2 separate regions of the Arabidopsis thaliana genome follow, and region 1 is linked to region 2. Evidence: chromatin contacts called from public capture Hi-C data. All regions are on one chromosome and are shown on one strand. The core of a region is the stretch at or near the end of the contact, and the rest is flanking DNA. Distances in the headings are between cores, read along the strand shown. Region 1 holds the start of AT5G00950 (a long non-coding RNA gene). Region 2 holds the start of KTF1 (kow domain-containing transcription factor 1).

Evidence for each region. Capture Hi-C pulls out chosen DNA fragments and counts their contacts.
Region 1: a capture Hi-C map of root shows a contact between it and region 2, with 3 times the contacts expected there. The contact joins the promoter of AT5G00950 here to the promoter of KTF1 in region 2. A contact is called at or near these places in 3 of 26 Hi-C or Micro-C datasets (root, seed embryo and vegetative nucleus), 1 of 2 datasets of contacts at active chromatin or transcription factors (shoot) and 2 of 3 other capture datasets (root and shoot).

What each region holds. Positions count from the first base shown.
Region 1 is chr5:1,227,957-1,232,640 of TAIR10.1, forward strand. AT5G00950 (a long non-coding RNA gene) reads right to left here and starts at 1,315. Exons shown (of 1, transcript NR_142462.1): 1 at 1,001-1,315. It overlaps LDA (limit dextrinase), which reads left to right. Exons shown (of 28, transcript NM_001342767.1): 26 at 1-25; 27 at 116-215; 28 at 333-885. The coding sequence ends at 443. It overlaps AT5G00955 (a long non-coding RNA gene), which reads right to left and starts at 2,548. Exons shown (of 1, transcript NR_142463.1): 1 at 1,943-2,548. AT5G00960 (a long non-coding RNA gene) reads left to right here and starts at 2,225. Exons shown (of 1, transcript NR_142464.1): 1 at 2,225-2,507. It also overlaps NAMT1.
Region 2 is chr5:1,193,122-1,197,219 of TAIR10.1, forward strand. It overlaps KTF1 (kow domain-containing transcription factor 1), which reads left to right and starts at 2,848. Exons shown (of 18, transcript NM_001342760.1): 1 at 2,848-3,161; 2 at 3,477-3,724; 3 at 3,816-3,971; 4 at 4,091-4,098. The coding sequence starts at 2,948. AtRZ-1c (RNA-binding (RRM/RBD/RNP motifs) family protein with retrovirus zinc finger-like domain-containing protein) reads left to right here. Exons shown (of 4, transcript NM_120510.4): 3 at 1,374-1,912; 4 at 2,010-2,638. The coding sequence ends at 2,292.

The sequences.
Region 1 (4,684 bases), core at 65-2,564, 33 kb after region 2:
CAAGTGTATCTCAGATCGATCCAATGTAAGCAAGAAAAAAAAAAACAACTCGACAAATCTTTCAAAGCTTCATATATGTAGACATTGTTCAGTAATGGTGCTGTTACCCCTACAGCTACTCACTCATTGTGGTAATCTTCAATGCACGCCCGTCTGAGTTCTCATATCCCAGTCCCGCTCTAAAAGACAGGAAGCTCGAATTACACCCGGTTCAGGTAAATCACGCATCACAGAAAATAGAACAATATCACAAGCTTTCACCTTTCAGTTTGTTGTGTATTAGAAAAGTTGTAAGATCTCTAAGCGATAAGTTAACTCTGAGTGACTAACAGGTGATGTCAGCCGATGAAATAGTCAAGAAATCAGTTTACGACTCGTTTTCTGGGGGCTTCACTGTACCGGCAAGAACAACGACGGTGTTTGTTGAATCGCGGAATGGTTGAAATTTATCCTTTATAGCAATAACAGGTAAATGTTCTGTTCCATAATATTCTCTCAAGAACATGGCTTGTCTTTAATATAATGCCTCGAAATTTAATATTTTCTATATAATTTTGGCTCACTATCATCTTATTAGTTTTAACTTCATTATATGTATCTCTATAAAGATTGTCAGATTGACTAAGCTCGAATGAGGAATTGTTTACTGCAACAACTCTCGGCGTGTTTCACATTTAAGATATGTCCCACTCCTATATATAAAATATAGTGGATTTCTTCAAATTTGGGCGATATTGTTATCCAATTTTATAGGGATTGCTGTCATTTGTTATCCAAATCTCTCTGTCACCTAGTCTTCGAGGTGAAAAAATCATTAGATATCCACATTTGTTCAACTTTTTAAAGGACATGATTGGTTGGGGAAATTTATAAAGTCACTAAAAGCTACAGCTCCAAAATTAAAACAATTATGTTAGCACGGCTGATCAAACCTCTTCGTCTTGTTCCACGGTCATGTAGCACATGATTTTGATGAATATCGATAACTGAGAGTTTAGGGTTTCGGTGGAAATTGGAATGGACACGTTTTTTCTTATATACGTATCACGTTTTGGTTTTGACTCCAATCAATGGTTTAAATCAAAACATTTCGGATTGGCTATTTTGACAGCGCAAAAAAGAAACAACCAAAAGTCCGATTGGGCTAAACCGGAGATACCCAATTTTGGTCACATACTAAAAACTGCCCCTCATAAGTGTGCAACATTGGTTGCATTACAGAATTGACATTACAGTATTGGCTTAGAGCTCTACCGTACATGAGGAAAACCAAGAGCGGTTCGAAGTCGTGGATGTTCAAACAAAAGAGCGGTTAGTACAAGAGAGCAAAATGAGATTTACACATTCGTACTATATAATATAATACAAATATATATACATGAATAAATGATAAAATATTTTTTACAGCAAACTTTGTTATATATATATATATATATTTTTTTTTATTGGATATTACTACATTGTATGAATATCCATGAAATATTTAAATTTCGTTAAAAATGCCGTAGATATCCAAGCAAAATAGGCATAGACGCTTTAGACTGTCTAAGCGGTTTAGGCGGACAAAAAAATTGGTGATCCGAGTTCTTTTTAATATGGTTGCAAAGATGCTCTTCTACATCATTTCATTATTAGCGTTCATTTGAGAACATAGCCATTTGTACACTTGGTCTCAGATTAATCATTTCTAACAATTATGTAGATTTTGGTCGTTTTCTCTCTGTACAAATTGTGAACAAACTGCCTATTGTTTGCATATAGCTCTTATATTTGCATAGCTCATTTTTTTTGCCTTTGAATCAACTGCGCATATAGCTCTTACGATGTGTTATGTTGTTTTATGTTGACTCTCGTTTCAAAATTTACTTCTATTATAGTACATTAACATTAACATTATTTTCTAAAACCTACGTACCAATGTAATATCCTCTCATCATGTAAGGTCAAATCCTCTCATCATCCTGATGCTAAATCTTCTGATCTTCCTAAGGTTCACTTTACCATCTTATCTCTAAATTATCATTCATCAGCTCTGCTAATTTCCCTTGGTCTTTAGTAGATTTGACAGTCTCTCTTCTTTTTCCCATGTTGTAAGTCTTAAAAAAGAAAAAAACTGCCGACAAGAAAAAAAGAAGCTTCTAGCGGGAATAAGAAGAAAAGTATGGCTGCTAAAGCACCAACTGGAGCTGAAGAAGCTGAACTTGCCTTGCTCGCAAGAAAGAAGCTAGTGACTTGCTCTTGCGAAGAAAGTTATGTACAGGAAGGTGAACAAGGAAGAGTACTGCAGCTTTCATGCTTATGAAGGGTTTCAGCGGGATCTCCAGAAACTTTTCAAAGAAAATGTGACTGCGGCTCTTGCTGGTGACAACCCGAAAACTCGAAAGGAGAGGGAAATGAAAGAGAATTTGAAACGAGCCAAGGAAGAGAAGAGGCAAAGTGACACTCTCAAAATGGCCGAGAACCGGATGAAGAACACGAGAATCAAGCCTCCATGATGATGGTGGTCTGGCAATGACAAGTTGATGATCTAGAATCTTAAGAGAACTCCGATCCTAAACATATTTTACGAGGTTTTTTCCGATGAATATTGTTTCTTATTAATAAATTTTACTATATCTCCAGTTTTAGACATAATTGTTTTTTTTATTGGTCAATCTCAGTGGAATATTCTTATGTTGATTTGTTTGTTGCGATTATTTGCCAAAATCTTTTACAGTCTTCTAAATATTTAGCTTGGTCCATCTATAATACTATAAAATGATCCACGCAATGCGTGAGTTTAATAATTTATTTTTAAAACTTAAATTATACATTGCATATGTATTTGTAGAAAAGGTTGTCGAGTTGATATCAGATCTCAAAGAGAAACATTTATTCAACACTATTAAGCAAGAAAGTTAAATTTAAGTATGTATTGTTGATATTGGGCGACATTATTATCCAATAGGGATTGTTGTCATTGGGCGACATTATTATCCAGTGACAAGTATACGTGATAACGTGTCTCAGCATGCTAGCTGCGGGAACAAAACGCCGGTCACTTTAGTCGTTTCATTGATTCGGAAATAATTTGTATTATGGAGTACGGATATTAAGCCGTGTGCGACGTCAAAAACACCAAACATGGCTTGGATATCACTTTTGTGCATGTTGGTTCTGTTCCAGTAAGTGCTAGTGGTGTTGTCGTGTGAAACAAGACGTAACGGCATTGAAAAATGTCACAAATATACGAAAGTTCGTCCAATAATTAAGTTTATTCTACACAATGACAAACATATTCAAGTTTATTCTACACAGTGACAAAAATCTTCCTACATATTTAATATATATCACTAAAATAATTTGTCTACCTCTTTTATTAACGTTTATTTAATTTTGTTTTGAACAAAACTTCTTTTATTAACTAAGAACTAAAAATAATATAATGCCACGTACTCCTTTGATGTGCCGCGTAGTCCATCTTCTACTCTCTGTTTCTTTCAGATTTCTAAAAAGAAGATACAACATATTAAAGAAAAGGTCGAGTTTTCAAACACGTGTCTTCAACATATTTTTCTTTCCAACTTTTCGTTTAATATTATCGAGAATATCATGGTTGTTTGAGAATATCATGGGGTGTCGTACTTATTCTTCATGATCTTCACTATATTATCCTACTTTACGACCAATGTCACTCACTTTACATAGTGTTTTGATTCTCTATCTATGAATAGAGATACGATATGAACTTTGAAATCATCATAAAAAACTCATCGTAAAAAAAAAAAACACTACACTAAGTTTTCTCTTATATAGAAACACTCGTTATTCTAATTTGCCACTATATCCATTTTTTGCTTATTTATTTATTTGAATTTTTTTAAATTATATTAATCTCTGGAAAGATTGCAAGATTGGGTATGATTGAATGTGGAACTGTGTATCGCAACAACTCGGCGTGTTTCACGTTCAAGATATGTCCCAGTCCCACCTCTATAAATAAAACGACTAAGAGGTAGCCTCCCTAAACAACATACCCATATTATAATAATTCTCGTTTTAGAAATTTTTTGTCTTCAAATAGTGGAGAAATGGATTCAAGATTCACCGATTCCACAACTACCTTAAGGTTCTTCTCACCAATTCATCTTCACATCATATAGTTGTATATGTGAATTTGACATAGATGTATTCATATTGGTATGATTGTATACGTATTTGTTTATGTGATGCATGCAGATGTAATGGTAAGAGTGAAAATGAGAGGAAAAACGGCGATGAAGAAAGAATTAGTAAATACTCCTTTGTGAGTCCACTGTGTATGCGTGGAGGAGATGGATACAATAGTTACTCCAGCAATTCTCTTCTTCAGGTATTTTTTTTTATATATATTTCTTTCATTTTTATAAGACTTATCCATGCCGAAATTTAGAGTCACATTAGTTATTTTGTTGTTTTGGTTTTTTTCGGTTTGTTGAATCCATGATTAAACTGAAACCGAATTTTCTTTTGTAGAACCAAATTGGTTCATCAGTTTGTTTTGGTGCGATTTTGGATACAACGAGTTAAAAACAAAAATAATTAATTTAGTTAATTTGATTGAGTTTACATTACAGTGGTTCTCTACTGAACTAACAAGTTGTTAATTTGTTTCTTTTTATATTTTTGTGTTTTCAGAGAAGAGTGTTATCAAAGGCTAAACCGG
Region 2 (4,098 bases), core at 1,598-4,097:
CGTAACTGGTTACTTCAGTTTCTTCTATCATCAAGGAAATTCTTTATTTTGCTCTGGAGGGATGACTGTTTTTTCGTAACTCATGATTGAGATGTGTAATTCTTGAGTTCTCTAAGTATGCCGTGACTGGGTTTTGGTTTACTTCCTGATAATGTTCCTTGTTACTGCTCTTACTAGTAATTAAATGTTTGTTTGCTGGCCTGGGATACCTGATTTGGTTTTGAGTGGTCAATTCGAGATGCTACCCAGTTTAGGCCAGAGTCTCAGTTCTTCTTCAGGTGGTGAAGATATTTAGGAACTCCTTGCAGTAGTTACGTTGTGTAGTCATATTTCTGGATAATCCCAGTCTACATTCAGTTGTCTTGCCGCAAGATTTCGTTTTCTCCTCATACCCTGAGCATCAGTGCAAGCAGTTTGGATTCTTCAGCGTAGTATGAACCTGCAGAACGGAAAATTACACTCAGTTGAAGCAGAGATCTCAAGGTTTCGGTGATCCTTTTCTTATCCAGATTTCCTACTTGTCTTTCTTGTGGGCTGTTTGCTTTACCTCATCTCGCTTCTCCTGCCATGTGTGGCTAGTAGGAGTTACATGGATTTGATCTTTTCCTTTCTCTGTTCTTCTTTTTCAGTCTTACAAATTTCCTAATTTTCTAATGCAAGCCAATTAAAATGATTCTTGTGCCTGGGCCACACATTTTCTATATCCACCAACCCCAGTTCTCTGTGCTTATCTTTTCCGGAAGTTTCTGAAACCTGATAAAGCTCTTTGTGTGAGAGGAATTCTGTATTTCTGATCTGTGGGTTGTGGTGCTATGTAAAGAATCGTCAGCTCCAGTGAATCTGAATGACTTCAGCTGGATCAATGTCAGATGATATCTGCATATTGAGTAGAAACAGATGTTTGATCAGTAATTTTGAGTACAGCTAATTAACTGACTTCCTTCTCTGTAAACCTTCCTCTCTTTAGTTTTGCAACTACATCACATGGCTGTTGAGAATAGGGATGAACTAGTATACTATCTAAGGGCTTAAATTGAGGAATTTTTCATTTTGAACTGAGAAAAAGTTGTTAGTGCTTTCTGCTACCTCTGCTTGAGATTGGAGACTTACTTTAAAGTTGATTCAGTTTCTGGGGATCTGTACTGTGTTTTGCTCTGAAGTTGAGGTTGATTGACTATTTACTACACAAAGCAGGGTCACAGTGTTATGCAGTGAACCTTAAAACGGTTGGGTGTTTCTTGATGTCACATGGGCTTGATATGATCTTTCAGATTTTGCAATCGTTTCATTTTACTACTGCCCTTCTGCTCACTTTTAGCTACACGTATGCATATATCTTTGGGAAATCAGCTTTTATGGTGTATTGTGTATAGATCATGCTGGAAAGAGATACTGGTCGTTCACGTGGATTCGGGTTTATCACTTTTGCTGATCGCCGCGCTATGGATGAGTCCATCAGAGAGATGCATGGAAGGGACTTTGGTGATCGGGTCATCTCAGTGAACAGAGCTGAACCAAAACTGGGGCGAGATGATGGAGAAAGTCATGGCTCTAGAGGTGGCAGAGACAGTGGCTACTCGATTGCTGGAAAAGGAAGCTTTGGTGGAGGTGGAGGTGGAGGTGGGCGTGTTGGTGAAGATGAATGCTTCAAGTGTGGACGGGTTGGGCACTGGGCCCGTGATTGTCCTTCTGCTGGTGGTGGTCGTGGAGGACCTGTTGGTGGTTTTTCTTCACGTGCTAGTGCGTATGGAGGATCTGATGGACGTGTTGACCGCTATGCTGACCGTGACCGCTATGTGGACCGCGAACGATACATAGATGATCGATACGACGGTGCTGCACGCTATGGTGCTAGAGACAGGTTTGACAGCAGAGAAGCCTACATACCCCGTGATCGATACGCCAGTGACAGGTTAGAATCAAGTTTCTAATGCAACTCAGATTATTGTAAGGTTATCAAAGTGACTTGCTTTTCTTACATAACTTTATTCTTATCTGTGATTTTACAGGTATGCAGCCCCGGCTGATCGGTTTGCAGGTGGTGATAGATACAGCCGTGGATCAGACCGTTATCCTCCAGGGAGCTATGACAAAGCTCGGTCCTTTGAGAGAGACATAGCCCCGAGTGCAGGCAGTGACAGGTACGGTGGTGGTAGAGCTGGTGGTCCCATCCGTGGAGGAGGAGAGGAGGGAAGAGGGTTTAGAAGCAGAGCCGGTGCTCCTTATGAGAGACCGAGCAGAAGTGGTGGTGGTGGAGCTTATCCGTCGTCGTCCACTTTTGACCGTTATTAAGACACATTAATGAAAGAAAGTGAGAATGATGCTTGGTTAGAGCTCTATACACTCAGTCGTGTGTGTTGCTTGTGGTAATGAATATCTCTGTAAGCGTTATAGGTGTAAAAGACTTGTCTTTTTTATTTATATATGATTAGTTTGCGGACCTGTTTAGCTTTGTATTTTGATCCTTTATTATTTTTGGTTTGTTTTGGACCATAACATGACTTTTGAGCTTCGTCAGTCAATGTTAAACCTTGCACACATAACTAGCCTTTTTAGTTTCATCATCAATGTACAAGAGACGAGTGTCTTAGGCATCCGCATGTTATTCTAAAATTTTGATTTATTGTTTTGTATACTGTACATATTGCTTCATATTGTCAAAATTTTCGTTTTTTCCTATAAGTTCAATCTATTACCAAATAGGCAAATAAAACGAAGCAGAATATTATTGTAGAGACAAAAGAAAAGTTGAGAAATTAATTAAAACAATAAAGAGTCCAAATCGATTGGATAATAAAAAGGCCTTAAAAGAGTAAAGAGTAAAAAAAAAAGCCACTCAAAAGTCGGAAAACAATCACATCTATAAACGTTTTCTTCACTCTCTCTGCTACTTGTCTCTCAAAAGAAATGCAATTGTGAAAGCCCTAAACTAACCGTGAAGAAGACGATGGATCGCAAGGGAAAGGGTAAACAGGTCGCCGGTAGTGATTCGTATTCCGGCGGACAGAAAAGGAAAAACTCCGTCGAATTCAGAGATGAAGGTTTGAGGATTAAGAAGCGCAAAAACCCTGAGGTTCTTCAGTTCTTCGAAGAATCAGCTGAAGTTGGCTACTACGGAGGCAGCTCCGACGAAGATGATGACGGATTAGGTTTCCTTAACGGTAATTTATCATTATCTTCTCTGGGTTCGTTGATTTTCTTCTTTGCATGGTTTCATTGCTTCGTTTCTTCTTTTGTGAGGTCTCCGATTGTGTCTGTTTTTGTTTCTACTGAGATTTTTACCATCTAAAGTGGCGATTTTTAGGTCATCTCTGTCGAATGGCTGATTCCGTGACTAGGGTTTAGGGTTTGCATTTTGTTTTCGTTTGATTTCGAGCTGTTTTGTCTAGTTTTAACTTTTAAGGCTTTCATACTCTTAAAGCTTGAACATTGCAGAAAGTTCCACACTTTATTATCTTACTATTCTTTTGATGCAGATATGGAAGACGAGCCTGAGGTGGAAGAGAGTAGTAAGGCTGGCAAGGGAGAAAAGGGCAAATCATCCTTTGTTTTTCCCAAGGAAGAAGATTTAAACGAGGAGGAATTTGATAGAATAATGGAAGAAAGATACAAGCCAGGTTCTGGTTTTCTTAGATATGCTGATGATGATATCAAAGATGCCATTGAGATGGATGCTCTTGCTCCAACCTCCAAGGATCCTCCTATATGGAAAGTCAAGTGTGCGGTATGTCAAACTAAGGCTTCTTCTACTTATGCTTTATCCCTGTATGACTATGTTCTTACTTCTGCTCACTCCATTTGGTTTGTTCCTGTAGATTGGACGGGAGAGGCGATCCGTTTTCTGTCTCATGCACAAATTTGTTGAGCTGAGAAAGATAGGCACCAAATTGGAGATCATATCTGTTTTTTCTGTGGACCATGTCAAAGGTTTCATTTTCATAGAAGCGGACAAGGAACATGATGTTCTTGAGGTATTGAACATTTAGCATGCCTATGTTGGATTATTCTCGTACTTATCTGACAGTTTGGAGAATGTTGCTTGGGGATAATCATAATGTGTATGTCATTCTGATTTGTCTAATTTTCCTAGGCATGCAA